Linked DNA regions of Zea mays: region 1 is linked to region 2. The links are chromatin contacts, called in public Hi-C maps. All regions are on one chromosome and are shown on one strand. The core of a region is the stretch at or near the end of the contact, and the rest is flanking DNA. Distances in the headings are between cores, read along the strand shown. Region 1 holds the start of LOC100281041 (expansin-like 3). Region 2 holds the start of LOC100280758 (Ca2+/calmodulin-dependent protein kinase phosphatase).

Region 1 (4,664 bases), core at 460-2,959, 380 kb after region 2:
GTCGGCGCCGCACAGCAAAGTTGCGGCCGACGCATTTGCTAGAAAGAAAACGGCAGGCACGGCACGGCGCGGCGCCGCGAGCAGCAGTATCCGCGTTGGAACCTGGAAGCTCAACTGCCGCCTGCCGGGTCGCGGAGGTAACGGAGACGAAATAAAGTGTTGTCAATCATGCAGTGAAATGGCTTCAGTTCAGAGCGGGGCAGTTGGTTGCTGTGTGCTTGTTGGTGTCAAGTCAACGCATTCTTTCAAAGGGCCGACTGACTCGTGCAGGTCAACGACGTTTCAGGAACCGCCCGCGCCCGGTGTTCGGTGGTGGTTGCCTGCTGGTCCTGCAGCAGCTCGGCGATGCAAGCATAGTACTCTGATACATTAATGAGTAGTTGAGTACCATCCCGCTGTTGCGTTGTGCGAGTCCGAAACGGAGAGCGTGGGCACCAACTACTTCACCGCCAAACGGTTTGTATGGATATGGAAACGTGTCGATGTTCATGATGTTCAAAGTTTTTTTTTTAGAAGTCCGTATTGTAAGCGACGATTATTATTTTTTATTTAAAAAAAAGAACTCGACGAGCTCTAGCATTGTCGTGTCATCAGTTAGACAGATACAGGGTGCTACGGTCCGGGTTTGGCCACCTTGGAGATGAGATTTCGGAAGGGGGGCCCCAAACTATGATGACGGGGGTGGGCCAAGCATGATTGAGAGAACACGGATTACGCCATCCACAATCCTCTACTGTAGGGCCACTAGGCACCACGGCCTAACTCGTGCTATCTTCCACGGACGGATAGGTTTATTAGATGGAGGAGGCGATGGCCGATTATCCGTGAACTCCATCCATATACAAGCGTAAAGGATTTCGGGCACACCAAAAAAAAAAACTCGCAAGCACACAAACACGCGTGTCTTGTATGTAGCCTTCGGTCCGAAACTGAAAGGGGCGACGGAAGAAGGGAAGCGTGTGCGACGAGACGAGAGCTGTTGCAGGCTTGGCGCTGGCGCGCATGCCTTTCATTTCACGGCCTGCCCCTGATCGAGAGGAAGCGGATGACGGTGGTGCCCACACCCCCCGAGCCACGCGATAAGCGTTGACGCCCTGTCTCCTTGGTCGCACCCGTCTCGTACTAATCCTCGGCCACGTCGGCCACTCCCGTGCTTATCCCCACGAATCGAATCCCACTTATCTCTCCTGCCTTTTTTTTTCTGTTCTCTCTCTTTTTTCCCCTCAATTCCAGCGAGCGCCATCACTAGACTAGAATACGGCTGTCAAACATTTAATCATTTTCCATATTAAGATGCAGTGCTACTGCCGCTCCGGAATCGAGTGCGGAAAAAGGCAGAAGGACTGCATCGATAATGAACGGTCCGGCAACGGGATTAGTAGTAGCTATCAGCACCAGGCTGCTGGACTACGTACCATCAAACGCCCACGTGCCAGGCTGTGCTGGAAACGGTATGTGGCAGACGAAGAGTTCATCCGAATCCTCGCTGACGCGCCTCCAAGCCGCGGCACGCGTGTCCCGGAGGTCGGTGCCCCCCCCCCCCCCCCCCCCCCCCCCCCCCCCCCCCCCCCCCCCCCCCCCCCCCCCCCCCCCCCCCCCCCCCCCCCCCCCCTAAGCCTAAGGCCCAGAACCAACTAACCTCTCTTTTTTCGCTCGCTATATCCCCCGTCCCACGGCGCCGCGCTTCGCCGCCTCCCAAACGCGTCCAAAACATTCTGCGGCCTGTTGGAGGGCAGCACCAAGTATCACAGTCTAGCTACTGCCTGGCACCAGCAAGCTTCTGCCCTGCCCCGCCCCGCCGCCAGAATCCGAAACCAGTAAACCACAGCGGCAACAACCTCGCGGCGCCCGCGTGGAGGCAGGCGGCGCATAAAGCCAGCCGGCGCTGCTCCTGCTGTGCGCAACGGTCCCCTCCTCCTCCTCCTCCTCCGCTCTCCTCTCCCCAAAGTAATAACTAGTAAACAGAGCTGCGTCCAGGCTTCTTCGATCGGTCCATGGCTGTCGTCACGAGGGACGCGGCGTGCCTGCCCCTCGTCCTCCTGCTCCTAGTCTTCTCCGCGGCCCCGTCTCCGGCTGACGGCTGCGACCGCTGCGTGCGCCGGTCCAAGGCCACCTACTACCAGGCCTCCTCGCTCGCCCTCAACGGTACGCACCGCTGCCTTGTGCGTTTCAAACGATTTTCGTCTGTTTCTGTGGAATTTGATCCATCTTTCGGTTGCTGCTCAACTGCGCAGCCGGGTCGTGCGGGTACGGCTCCTTGGCCGCGTCCCTCAACGGCGGCCTGCTCGCCGCAGCCAGCCCCGAGCTGTACAGGGGCGGCGTCGGCTGCGGCGCCTGCTTCCAGGTAGGTAGCTAGCTTCTTCCCTTTCCCTCCCTTTAGGCCGGAGCGCGTGCCCAGCGGCGGTTTCTCTGTTCCCGTGGTTGGCCCGATTCGGATTGTGTGTAAGCAAGGGCTGGCATTGTTTGCAGGTGCGGTGCAGGGACAGCGAGCTGTGCAGCGCCGCCGGCGCCAAGGTGGTGGTGACGGACCAGGCGCGGACGTCGAACCGCACGGCGCTGGTGCTGAGCGCCGCGGCGTACGCGGCCATGGCCAGTGCCGGCAAGGCCGCGCGCCTCAGGGACCGGCGCGTCGTCGACGTCGAGTACAAGAGGTACTTGGGCGCAGCGACACAACACTCTGCTTCGGTCCCGCGGGCCGATGCTGCAGAGTTCTTTACTGGTGGGAGAAAGATCGAGAGATTGATTTTGTGTATAATACTGCGCTCAGGGTACCCTGCGAGTACGCGAAGGACCGCAACCTGTTGATACGCGTGGAGGAGAAGAGCCGGCCGCCAAGCAACCTGTCCATCAGGTTCCTGTACCAGGGCGGCCAGACCGACATCGTCGCCGTCGACGTCGCCACCGTAAGCTAGTTTCTTCCTAGTACACTAGCAAGTATAGTACCGAACAGAGACATTTCTCTGCTGTTTGTATTTCCCCCCGACGAGATCGGTTCTTAAGCGGGGGATGTCTGCACTCAGCAACAAGCAACGGTTCGAATTCACCGTCGCCTTCCATTCCATGACGTCGTTCGCGTGCGTGTGGTTGGTTTTTGGCAGGTGGGGTCGTCCAACTGGCGGTTCATGGCGCGGGACCACGGGCCGGCGTGGAGCACGGCGCAGGCGCCGCCGGGGCCGCTGCAGTTCCGGCTGGTGGTGACCGGTGGCTACGACGGCAAGTGGGTGTGGGCGGAGTCGGAGGTGCTGCCGCGCCGGTGGGAGGCCGGCCGCGTCTACGACGCCGGGGTGCAGGTCTCCGACGTCGCGCAGGAAGGGTGCTACCCCTGCGACACGCGCGAGTGGCAGTGACGTGACGCGCGCACGGGCTGGATTGTAGTAGATTGTACAGTTTTTTTTTTTGGTCGGGAATGGGACGAAAGATATGAAATGATGATGAGCGGAGCCGGAGAGCCGAATCAAACCAAATCAAACAAACGTGCCGTTGCAAGTTGGTTCGGCCGCGTTGCTCGACCCCATTTAGGGCTTGTTCGGTTATTTTCAATCCATATGGATCGGAGGGGAATGATACGGATCGGAGGGGATTTTGACTTATTAGGGATTGAAACCTCCTCAATCCTCCTCAATCCATATGGATTGGGATAGAACCGAACAAGCCCTTATTGGGTGTGTGCGCCGGAGTTGGAGCGCACGATGCGTGTGCTCTGTGCTGTGTGCAATGCATGATGAGTGGCTCTTGTCGTCAACTCCCTCAGGAACCACTCGTTCAGAACCGAACAGGCGGACGCCGTCGTCGTGACGAGGAGGTGAGGTCAGAGACAGGCCTCACGCAGCCAAAACGGAAAGAAATGTTTGGCAGATCAAAAGAAAACGGCGCCCTAACATCTCCAAAAGCGCTTTGTGTAGTGCTGCCGTCGATTCCTCTATCGGTGGCGCTGGAACACAGAGAGTAACCGGCAGTTGCCGACCATTAGGTGGGGGCCGTTCAGTCAGTGATTCCCACAGCACAGTCCCATTATCACCAAGAGAATCCTTGATTTCGACATGGGCCTTGATGCTCCCGGGCCACAATTTTGCTTTCGTTTCGTCTGGACCGTATGATCAGAGAAACCGTTCTGGTAGGCCTGGTGTAACAAAAGCTTAAGGCTCGTCTTGGACTTGGACTTGCACTTCGTTCCATGATGATCAGGTCTATGCCCGCAACAGGGCCGGGTCGACCCGTTCGTGAATCCGATCCGCTCCTAGATTGGGCCCACGGTTCGGAGCGGGCCAACCCAACCACGCCCGCGGCCGCTCGCCTGCTGCCTCGCCCTCGTTCGCCTCCCTGCCGCCTCGCTCCTGGATCATGGCAAATGGCATACGAACTCACAAAGAGATCTTGGCATCCGTTCGCCTCCTCGCTGCTTCACTCACGGCCTCCGCGCTCGTTGTGTTTCGACGTAGGACGATTTTGACTTTTCCTTGGCTAGCTCGCTCGCCTCCGTTATGTTTCGGCGTCGGTGCCGGTCAGCAAGGGTAGAGCTGAATCGAGCTGGAAGGGGAAGTCTTTTTCTTGCGGGAATCGGTTGACTTGGTAGCGATTTCCTCTGTCCTCGCGTCGCATTGAACGCCGCCGATGTTCGTCGCGCCCCCTCGTATCGTACCACCGCTGTCTACGATTGGCAGAAA
Region 2 (4,699 bases), core at 645-3,144:
TGGATCGACAGGCTAATGGGCTGGCCCGACACAGTTAGCAGGCCGGTATGATGTGCCTGTGCTATAGTTGTGGCCCGCGTGCATCTAGCGCGTGTCGGACGTCGTTTGGCATCTATAGACGTGCAATAGATTAATTTAAAATAGCTGTGAGGGGTTATTTATAAAAAATGACGCATGACGACCGTTGAAACTGATGCTTTAAATATAGTATAGATTAAAGATTCATATATAAATATTAAATATAGTTTAATCCTTTTACAATAGACAAATATCTCATAATATCCAGTCCTTTATTTTAGGGGTGTTTGGTTTCTAGAGATTAATTTTAGTCTTTTTTAGTCACTAAATTACCACACAACGACAAAAATAGAGATAATCATTTTTTGGTCCATGTGTTTGATAATTTAGGGACTAGAAGGGACTAAAAATAAAAGGGACTAAAAATCAGTTCCTAAAAACCAAACATTCCTTAGAGGAGGAAAAATGATGTTCATATCAATAGTTATTAGTAGACAAATAATGGTCAGTTATATGTCAATTTGACCATTAAGAAGGAAATCAAACAAACGCATTAGTAGCAAAGAGCTCTAAACCTGCGATAGAGTTTAGCTTTTACAGGCGGTTTTAGTTATCAAGCGTCAGTGCTATTTCTAGTGGTCGTTTCTTAAGAAAATGCATGTAGAAATCATATTTCTACGGACGGTTCCTTAAAAAAATCGGCACTAGATTTCTATAGACAGTTTTCTTAAGGAACCGTCACAAAAATCAATTTCTAGTGCGCCACTAGAAATTATTTTTATCTTGATTTTTAAGTTGCCACCAACATAAAAGTTATAATTCTCTTAAAGTTATGAAACTTTATAATTGCCAACTTTTTTATTTACAATCATTTTGTCTCTCAAAAAATGCATCTAAATTTGTCAAATTTAAAACACAAGTTTTGCAAACGAACTCGGATGAGAAAAGTACCAAAATAAAATTTGTAGAACTTCAAAATTTATGAAACTTTGTAGTGACAACTATTTTGTTTGAATTCATTTACAATTCAAATAGTCAATTTATACTCTGATTGTTCTAATATGTGGGCAACAAAGCTGCATTATAGACACAAAATAAGTGATAGACGAAGTGATGGTAGAGGGGCTATGCACAAGGGCGTAGCCACGAATTTTGAGGAAAAAAAATACCGAGACTTATGACTTCTATGGAGTTGGACGGGCGGGGCCTGAGTGAGAGGCCTCCCCTAAAATATATATATATATATATTTATTAATTTTTATACCAATTTTATGTATTTTAAAAAAGATTTTCACTGACGGTTTTATTACATCGATAGTAAGTGGAAATCAATTTCCACTGACGGGTTTCTTAGCCCAACCGCCAGTAAAAATTGATTTTTAATGGCGTTTGTCAGTTATCCGTAAAAACAAATAATTATTTTTACTAGTCTATAGCACTGACGGGTTTAAAAAATGTCAGTGCAAATAGATTCACAACCGTCTATATACCTTTAAAAACACATAATAAGCGGCTTATTGACATGAAATACTATTTTCATGCTGATCCATAAAGGTTAAAGTCAGATTTTTAGCACAGTAGAATCCAGAAAAAACAGCATGAGGCAAGATAGAGAGAAAGAGGCCAGAAGCGACAATGGAAGTACAAAATCTACACCAAATATTGCTCACATACCGACATGGCCATATCCGCTTCCAGCGCGGGAGAAGAGAAGCACCCACACGATGAAAAAGGAAGGAGCTGAAAAGGGCAACTGGACGAACGAGCGAACCCGACAGGGACACGGAATGCGCACCCGAGCACCACACACACCGAGCGGCGCCGTCGGCCCACCCGTGCACACCAGCTGCTGCTATAACGACGGGATCACGAATCACACGACCCCTTCTCCTCTCGTTCTCGCCCAGTCGCACCGTCCCCGTCTCCAACCCGACTCTGAAATCCACGAGCTCTTCCCCCTCGTCCACACCCCGCCCCTCCCTGCTCTCCGCCTCCCCGTCCCCGCCCCCATCGCTACCCACAAGCACCTTCGGAGGCTCCAGGCAACCCACCTCCTGCACCCGGCGTCCCTCGCGGCGGCGACGCGCGAACGTCCCGCTCCCCGGTGGTGAGCGCCCCTCTGTGATCTAATCTTGTCAAATGACTCTGCATCTTTCGTTCGGTTGGATTTCGTCTGGTCGCTGGAGAAACTGGACCTCCTTCGGCCGGGGCAGCGGAGGACGTGTTCTCCCTCCCGTTCGGGCTGCCGCAGAGGTCTCCGAGCAGCGGAAATGGCGTCGTTTGGTCATCTCTTTTGCTCCCTATCAAAACACCGGAATAAAATTTCCCCGTTTCTTTCCTTTCGGATGCCCCCTGTTCCCTTGATTCCATTCCGCTAATGCTCGAGACCTCATTATGGATGGTAGATTGATAGAAATGGATTTTAACTTTCCAAATAAAAAAAACCCACTCGATTCCCCCTGCTCTAACCATTCTCCTTGCACAGGGAACGACGGTAGCCAGTGCAAAAGTTGCGCCCCCTACGTTACCTTTCATGAACCAAACGAACGGCACCTCTGAAATGCTTTCGTTTCCTGTGCTCTCCCTGACCACCAACAGAGTAACGGAGAGACGGAGCCATGAGCGGAGGGGTGGAGCCGGATACCCCGCCCGGTAGCAGCAGCAGCAGCAGCAGGAGCGGGGGCAGCACGCCCGTGGGCGGCAAGCCGCCACGCCACCACCTCACGTCCATCCGCCACTGCGCCAGCAGTGCCCGCATCGCCGCTGCCTCCGCCGAATTCGTAAGCAAGCTCGCTGCCACCCAAGCCATCTATCCCTAACACGAATTTGATGTCTGCCCTTCTGTTCTCCTGCAGGGGCTGGAGTCGGGGACGCTCAGCTTGATTTCACCTACCGCAGACATCCGTCCGGGCTTCTTGCCTGTGTTCAGGTCGGGGAGTTTCGCGGATATTGGACCCAAATCCTTCATGGAGGACGAGCATGTCTGTGTGGACAACCTCGTCGAGCACCTTGGACTCCGTGGCCCGGGCATCCCTGCACCGGGTGCCTTCTATGGGGTGAGTTGGAATTGTATTTGCATCAGCCCTAACCACTGACTAACTGCTTCTGTTAAAGTATTTAACAATGTGTACTCTTTATGGATCTATGATTTGTTCTTTTGTGAGTGGCAATAATGTTGCCATGATAGCTTCTAGGCTTACTATGATGGTAGAAATGATTGAACTGAAGAGGAATCGGTTCCACATGGCCAATGATAAAAAACCCAGAGGATGAATGCTTTTCTTTCTATTTTGGACCTTTTGGTACTGCACACAGCAGATACAGATGGGGAATTTTGCTAGTGAGAAATAAGTGTCTTGTCCTTTTGCCACCTGGCCTTGCAAATCTTTACTGTTTTGTTTGTGAAAAATTAGGTGTTTGATGGCCATGGTGGTAGTGATGCTGCCTGTTTTGTCCGGAAGAATATACTGAAGTTCATAACCGAAGATTGCCACTTCCCCAACAGCATCGAGAAGGCAATCAGAAGTGCTTTCGTAAAGGCTGACCATGCGATTGCGGATTCTCAGTCTCTTGACCGGAATTCTGGGACCACGGCGTTGACGGTCCTTATATCTGGCAGGTAAATTCCCATGATAGTGCGTTAATATGTATGCTTTACAAATTTATTGGCACTTCAACATATTGGTCAATATAATTATGTTGCCATATATGTATAGTCCTAATATTTGCTGGTAACATAATAAATTGAGTAGTAGTCCAGAAGATTTGGTGTGGCGAAGATGAGTAAAACGTTTGAAGTTAATGTTTCTATGTACTTTTTTTGTTACATGAAATTACTCAGTTGATGACAAGTTTGGTTTCCAAGAGAAACTATTAGTTGAAGCCATGTTCACTGATTTATGAATCAGTAGAGGCACTTCCTTTCATTTTAAATTTATGAGTTTCGTTTCCAGGACAAACTATCAGTTAAAGCCCCTTTCATAGTACCTTTATTCTGACAGTCTCTTCACATTTACTGCCTCAACCTCCAATATCACATCTGTACATAAAAGGTCCATTGCTGGACCAAGCTGTTCTTGGGGCCATATTGCCACTATGGGTTGATAAATTCCAACATTACAGCCTGTATGCTGTTGACAACCTTTTTGATTAATTACTATGTACTATGTACTATGGCATCTCAAAAGTATGCACTCACCAACCTCATTAAAATGGTGCAGGACACTGCTTGTCGCGAATGCTGGTGACTGTAGAGCCGTATTAGGAAAGCGAGGCCGAGCTTTTGAACTCTCGAGAGACCACAAACCCAGCTGCAGCGTTGAGAAGCTCAGAATCGAAAACCTTGGCGGTACGGTCTTCGATGGCTACCTCAACGGTCAGCTGGCTGTAGCAAGGGCGATCGGTGACTGGCACATGAAAGGCTCCAAAGGCTCTGCGTGCCCTCTCACACCGGAACCTGAGTTTAGGGAGGTTAGGCTTACCGAGGAAGACGAGTTCTTGATAATAGGCTGCGATGGCCTCTGGGACGTGATGAGCAGCCAGTTTGCTGTCTCCATGGTCAGGAAAGAGCTGATGGAACACAATGACCCACAGCGGTGCTCGCGGGAGCTTGTCCAGGAAGCTCTTAGGCGCGACTGCTGTGATAACCTAACCGTAGTCGTCGTGTGCTTCTCAGATGACC

The links. A called contact is a pair of places that touch in the nucleus more often than the background predicts.
Region 1: a Hi-C map of endosperm shows a contact between it and region 2, with 2.1 times the contacts expected there. The contact joins the promoter of LOC100281041 here to the promoter of LOC100280758 in region 2. A contact is called at or near these places in 3 of 25 Hi-C or Micro-C datasets (ear, endosperm and tassel).

Annotation. Positions count from the first base shown.
Region 1 is chr1:85,910,694-85,915,357 of Zm-B73-REFERENCE-NAM-5.0, forward strand. It overlaps LOC100281041 (expansin-like 3), which reads left to right and starts at 1,710. Exons shown (of 5, transcript NM_001153960.2): 1 at 1,710-2,145; 2 at 2,235-2,344; 3 at 2,470-2,651; 4 at 2,768-2,903; 5 at 3,099-3,466. The coding sequence starts at 1,995. The coding sequence ends at 3,347.
Region 2 is chr1:85,528,561-85,533,259 of Zm-B73-REFERENCE-NAM-5.0, forward strand. It overlaps LOC100280758 (Ca2+/calmodulin-dependent protein kinase phosphatase), which reads left to right and starts at 1,895. Exons shown (of 5, transcript NM_001411371.1): 1 at 1,895-2,125; 2 at 2,617-2,798; 3 at 2,874-3,074; 4 at 3,432-3,637; 5 at 4,239-4,699. The coding sequence starts at 2,637.